Linked DNA regions of Mus musculus: region 2 is linked to region 1. The links are chromatin contacts, called in public promoter capture Hi-C maps. All regions are on one chromosome and are shown on one strand. The core of a region is the stretch at or near the end of the contact, and the rest is flanking DNA. Distances in the headings are between cores, read along the strand shown. Region 1 holds the start of Gfra4 (glial cell line derived neurotrophic factor family receptor alpha 4). Region 2 holds the start of Hspa12b (heat shock protein 12B).

Evidence for each region. Promoter capture Hi-C pulls out the DNA fragments that hold promoters and counts their contacts.
Region 2: a contact with region 1 is called in a promoter capture Hi-C map of liver, with 4 times the contacts expected there. The contact joins the promoter of Hspa12b here to the promoter of Gfra4 in region 1. A contact is called at or near these places in 11 of 39 promoter capture datasets (the 3T3-L1 cell line, 3T3-L1-derived adipocytes, the HPC-7 cell line and 7 more), 1 of 15 datasets of contacts at CTCF or cohesin (the NIH/3T3 cell line), 3 of 484 Hi-C or Micro-C datasets (bone marrow-derived macrophages, nephron progenitors and stem cell-derived germline stem cell-like cells), 3 of 115 datasets of contacts at active chromatin or transcription factors (embryonic stem cells and stem cell-derived neural progenitor cells) and 4 of 9 other capture datasets (adipose tissue, liver, macrophages and 1 more).

What each region holds. Positions count from the first base shown.
Region 1 is chr2:131,041,109-131,044,051 of GRCm38.p6, forward strand. Gfra4 (glial cell line derived neurotrophic factor family receptor alpha 4) reads right to left here and starts at 1,574. Exons shown (of 6, transcript NM_020014.2): 1 at 1,502-1,574; 2 at 287-650; 3 at 124-233; 4 at 1-42. The coding sequence starts at 1,574.
Region 2 is chr2:131,126,023-131,128,965 of GRCm38.p6, forward strand. It overlaps Hspa12b (heat shock protein 12B), which reads left to right and starts at 1,390. Exons shown (of 13, transcript NM_028306.3): 1 at 1,390-1,492.

The DNA of each region.
Region 1 (2,943 bases), core at 324-2,823:
GCGCGCTCACGTTGTCCAGGTAGTTGGGGGTGACCACGGTGCCTGCGGGGGACCCCCAGGGCGTGTGACCGGCGCCCCGAGTCTGCCTCCGCCGTCCCGCCCGCCCGAGGCCGCCCAGCCTACCTATGAGGCCTGCGTAGACGCGCAGACAACGCGGGCCCCCCTCCTCCGGGCAGCGGTCGCGGGAGCCGGGCGCGGGAGCGCATGAGGCCTGGAAGGCAAGGAGACGGGGCCTGCGCGCGCCCGGACGCGGGTGAGCGGCCCAGCCCGCCCCGCACGCACGCACCGGCACAGGCGGCTGCGCTCGCAGCGCTCCAGGGGCTCCAGGCAAGAGGGCGGCACCAACCCCGGGCCGGAGAACGCGCAGGCGGGCGCGAAAGTCTGGCGCCGGCGCTCGGCGCACGCGGAGCCTTCGCAGCCGCAGAAGAGCAGCGCATGCGTGAGCGCCGGAGGCCCACGCGCGAAGAAGCGGCGCAGGGCTCGGCGGCAGCGGGAGCGCACGCAGCCCCCGGGTCCCGGCCTGCCCCCGGGCGCTGCCCGGCCCAGGCATCGTGCCACGTACTCAGAGCGCAGCTGCTGGCACCGCTCGTCTGCTGTACACGCCTCGGCCGCGTCCACGCAGCGATTCCCGTCGGTAAAGCTCGCAGACCCTGGTGAAGGGCGGGCAGGCTGCAGTCCTCCGTGCTTGGTTCTCCACATTCCACACCCTTGAATTTTTGGGGAAGGGGTACCCAAACCCAAGGGGAGAGAGTGTGGCCCATAGGCGTGACCCGTTGATCTTGAAGAAGGGGCATGAGCAGGCACTAGGGATATCTATCTACCCAGGATGTGAATGGATGCAGTATTCAGAGATTGGGCCTGACCTTTCCCCAGAAGCTGAGGTTCAGCCTCCACCACCATCTCCAGAAATGGCCCATGCATCCACAGAGGGGCTACTGGGCCCCTACTATCCTCCCCAGCTCTGCCTGACAGGACACTGAGGCTTAATGGACACATTAATCATAGCACTCCCCATTCTCCTCTTGACACGCGGATGGTCCCTTCTCTGACACATGGAAACCCCGTGAGTATATCTACAGGTTTCTGGCCCTCCTCCCATCCTGACCTGTGCCTCCTGACCCCTGTCCACATGCTTCTTTATTGGTCTAACTCAGCTCAATGAGAGGGACTCTGGCTCCGGACCACAGAAGGGGATTGTGAGCATTGGATTCTCGACAGGTATTGTATATTGAACAGCACATTCAGACCCTGGCTTCCAGAAGTAGATTCAGACAGACCAGACCCCTGATGGCAGACCGTCCTGAGACAGACCTGACCGTTTATCAGTAGTTTCAGTGAAGACTTATATAACTTATGTCACAGATGACAACCCATTCCGGGGAAAGAGAATGCCTGCCTCTGTTGGAGTAGCAGCTGTGTCCGAACTTGCCAGTGGACATACGTAAATCCAGCCAAGTCACCAAATTCAGGTTTATGACACTTCCTTTTCCCACCTTCTTACCTCTCTGGCTTCCCAGACCCAGGAAAATCGCCTGACCTGGCCTCTCATCCATCAAATGTGCTCTTCTCAACATGGCGTGTCTCTGCTCTAAGAGCCACCATGAATCAGTAGGGGACTCCCAAGAGCAGGAGCTCTGAGGACCACATTTGGTCAGGGGGAGGAAAGGAAAAAGAAAATCCCCGGGGCACAGGTATCAAGGCTAGATTTGGGAAGGGTGGCTCAGCTGAATGGGAAGATGGGGTACAAGGCATTGCACAGCGGGGGTGGCATATTGCGACAGATCCTCGGCCACAAAGCACAAGCCAATTTTGAGCATCCCTTCAGCAACCCAGCCTTTTCTTTGGTCACTTTTACAATCCCACCTTGTCCCTGATGGTTAGGGCTAGAGAGGGCAGGGGCCAGGGCCAGGGCCAAGGAGGAGACAGGCTCTCACCCAGCAGCAACAACAGCAGCAGTGCAGACTCCATGCAGTGGGCCATGACGATTGGCAGAGAGAGCCCCAGTTGGACAGATGTCTCTTCCTAGGACCAGCTAAGCCTGGAAGGCAGCAGGCACCTGCTGACAGGTGCACTCCCAGCTTTAGAGAGGAAATAACATCCTGCTCTCTTCACTCTGTCTCCACCCCCGGACAGCACCTTCAGGTGGATCCAAAGTCACTAAGCCAGGGCCTGAAGTTACTGGATAGATCCAGAGTACTGGACTGCCTGCTGTGCACAAGCCATTGGCTCCTAGTGGGAACAGTTAGTTTCTCCTGGGGACAGGGGTAGGGGAACTTCTTGAGACTCAAAAATTAAGCAAGAATTAAACCTCTCAAGTCCAGAAGAGCTGAAACATGTGAGATTCACAAGGCCTCTCCTCAGGGTTACAGGCAACGGCTGAAAGAAGACATCCCAGCAGGCAGGCTACCCGCCAGCCCTGCACTGCTCTAGGCTCACCACCCATGTCTAAGTGGGTGATTTTTGACAATTATACCCCTGTAAGTAATTCCAATAAACTCAAATAATGAGTAAAAATAATAATAACAAATTCCCCCCAAATAAGTATTTGCCAAGTTGAACTTTGATGGATTTATTTCTCTGGCCCAGTGTCAGTTGCCTGTCTAAGATGAAGAGGCATGTGTGTTGTCTCTCCTCAGGAAGCCTCTGACAAGGCATGCACTCACCACACAGGCACATGCACACATACACACACACACACACACACACACACACACACACACACACACACACACGTGGGGTTGCTACACTCAGCTTTTAATGGTTTTGCTGGGGGTTGAACTCGGGTTCTCATGCTTGTGTGGAACTTCACCAATGATGTCATCTCCCCAGGCCCTCTGCACCAGGAACCTTGGTGTTAACCAGGGTCATTCTGTGGGAAAGGGAAAGAATTGACTGCCCAGGAAAAACAGACCAAACAAGAGGCCGTCGGGAACCATTTTACAG
Region 2 (2,943 bases), core at 140-2,639, 85 kb after region 1:
CTGAGGAGGAGTGAAGCAGGACCCAGGGCAGAGATGGAGCCACATGAGGGAGTGCCATCAGGCCACCACCTGAGCTGGGGATCTGCAGCTGTGGCCCAGGGGGAATTGGATGCTTGAAACAAAAAACAAGAAGCAGGTGTGTGGGAGAGTCGGACCCTGAAGGAGGTCAAGCCCCTAGAGGCCTCTGCAAAATGTCTTGTCAGCGAACAACTAGGCACACCCAGGGGGCCTCCCCCTTCTCTGAGAAGGGGTTGGGGGAGGGGCTGTGAGGGCTGCAACTGGGATATAAAGTGAGTAAATTAATTTATCGATTAATTAAAAAAAAGTCTTGTCACACATACCCTAACAGCCAAATACACACAGACACGAGATACAGTGTCACACACATACTGCACGGGTGCCTCTGTCCTCAGTCAGGCAGGGAAACCTGCTGGCTGGACACCTTGCTGGGACAGACACACCCCTCCAGCCCTGACCTCGGTCAGAAAGCCCTCTGGGACAGCAGATATGACAGTATGGGCAGCAAGCCCTAGGGAAGGGACACATTTTCTCTGGGCACAATGAGAGAACCTAGGCAGACCAGGAGGGAAACCGAGGTCTGGCAAAGGGTGACATGGCAGAGAACAAAAGCAGCTCCCCTCCTTGTCCGCTGCTGGGTCTAGGGGAGCAGGTCACAAGGAGGTAAGGTCTGCAAGCATCTGGGGCCTTTGTGGGGCACAGGGACCAGAGGACTTGACAGATCCTGGGAGTACAGGGCAGGGTAAGTCAGCTCCGGACAGAGCTCAGGCAAGCACCTGACCATCAGGGCTTCCCCTACAAGTCTCCTGACTTAAGCCAGAACCTGGCATCACCAGGAGGTCCTGGGTTGATACAAGAAGGCCGTAAGCCTCATTCGAAAGGTTGAGGACTTCTCACTGTTGAGGCAAATTGGGAGGTCTCCAGTCAGGCCTGAGGTCCCAGCCTGGAAACCTAGCTTCTGCCTTCACCCTAAGTTCAGACAATCGGGGACGAAAAAGTGTTGAGGAGACTGCAAAGACCTAGGACAGGGTCACCCTTCGTAGGGGACTAGACTCTGGGCAGCAGATGCCAAGGCCCAGCACCAGGGAGGGCAGCTGGGGAAATGCGAGCAGCAAAAGGTCTTTGAGGGTCTGGAATTCTCCGCACACCCTGCTCCTCCCCCTCTGCCTTCTCCCATCCCACCCCCCTGTGCTGCTGCCCTCTGAGCAGGGGAGGCACCGCTGGCCCGCTGGCCCGCAGTGCTGCTGTGTTGTGAGGGAACTGGGAGGGGCTCGGGCTGGGCCCCCTCGGCTGAGCCCCGCGCAGGCAGGCCCCGCCCCGGCTCGCACATCTGGGCGGCGAGTGCGGCCATCCGGCCTGGGGGAGGGTGCAGAGACGGGCCTGGTGCACGTTGAGGTCCACTGTAAGCTCCGCTGCGGGACTCTGAGCTAGCACCCAGGCGACAAGACCCGGAGGAGCTGTCCGAGGGGCGGAGGTGAGCTGGGGAAGGACCTCTGGGCTTCCCAGAGAGTTGCAGAGGCTGCCCTGGGGAACTGTGAGCCCACTGGCTGGGTGGGGGCAGATCTGCAAGCTCCTCGAGGAGGCGAGGAGGCGGGCCCGCTGGCCTGGACAGGGGGAGGCAACTGAGCTCTGGCTCCTACCTGGGGCTATGGAACCCCACTGGAGTTTTAGTCTGGAGAAACCGCTGCAGGGGAGGTGGGGTGGAGCCTGGCAGGAGAGTCGTTGTGGACTAGGGCCTGCTCACTTAACCAGTTGTGGGGACCTGCTGCCTAGGCCAGAAGTGAGACAAGGGGTTGGATGTATTTGTGTCAAGAATTGCCTCAGGAGACGCCAGTCACTGAGACCCAGGGATGTGGGAGAGCGTCAGGGTGATCAGGATGTCAATATTCCAGAGACCTCAGGTTTCTCTCAAAAGGTGGGAATCCAAGTTGGGTGGGGTCTGAGCTTCTATAAGGTTAGAGGAGTTATCTGTGGAGTAAGTCTGTCGATGGAGGAAAGAGAAGAAAGGAACACTTATGCAGACTTCTGGAGCCATGGAGAGTGAAAAATTTCGTTGGAGAGAGCGGTCATGGATGAATGGGCATTAGGTGTTGGTGGAACAGAGATTGTGAACTAGTTATTGCCCTGATGATGGATGATTAGGTTACCCAGAGGGGTGGTGCAGGCATAAGGAGCAAAGCTGAGGCAGAGAGGGACCACCCATGGCCATTCCCATCACCCATAGCCATCACAGGAGGGAGTGGCCGCCTCACTCCACAGCCTTTTCCTGGTCCCCTCTCCTTGAAGTCATCTCCTCATAGGGTGGGGCAGCCTTTTGGGTGCCAGTTCTGATCTGATCCTGTGGCCCCAGTTGACCGTAGCCTGCTGACAGTCCTGTTGCAATAAAGGGCTGGCAGGGTGCTAGGCTGAGAGGCAGGGTCCCCGAGAAGAATGTTAAGATCTGAGTGGGTTCTTTGTTCTCATGAGCATCATGTAGAAACAGGAAGCCCAGCAAGACACACCTGCAGATTTCTGGAGATCACAGGAACGCATCCTAATCACCCCACGCAACAAGAGACCCTTGGAGAACTGTGTCCATAGGGCAAAAGAATTCTAGGCTACTGTGAGATCTGGAGAAGTCTCTGAGTTCCCACTTGGCCACACCCAGTCCTGGTCTTCAATGACTGACAGACCTTGTCTGTCAGACAGCACTCAGGGATGTAGGTCAGGGTGAATCTGAAGAGTCAGAGTCATGAGGCCAAGAGTTAAGAGCTGCCCATAGGCAGGGCTAAATGGGTCTGGGTCTGGATTTGGCATGCAGTTTTTTTCACTGGGAAATGGGGTGACTTTCTGTAAACCAACTTATTCTACTCAGTGACTCTCAAACTCAGATGTTGGCACTGTGAAATTAGAAAGTCCCCGGGATGGGGGTCTGCCTCCATCTGC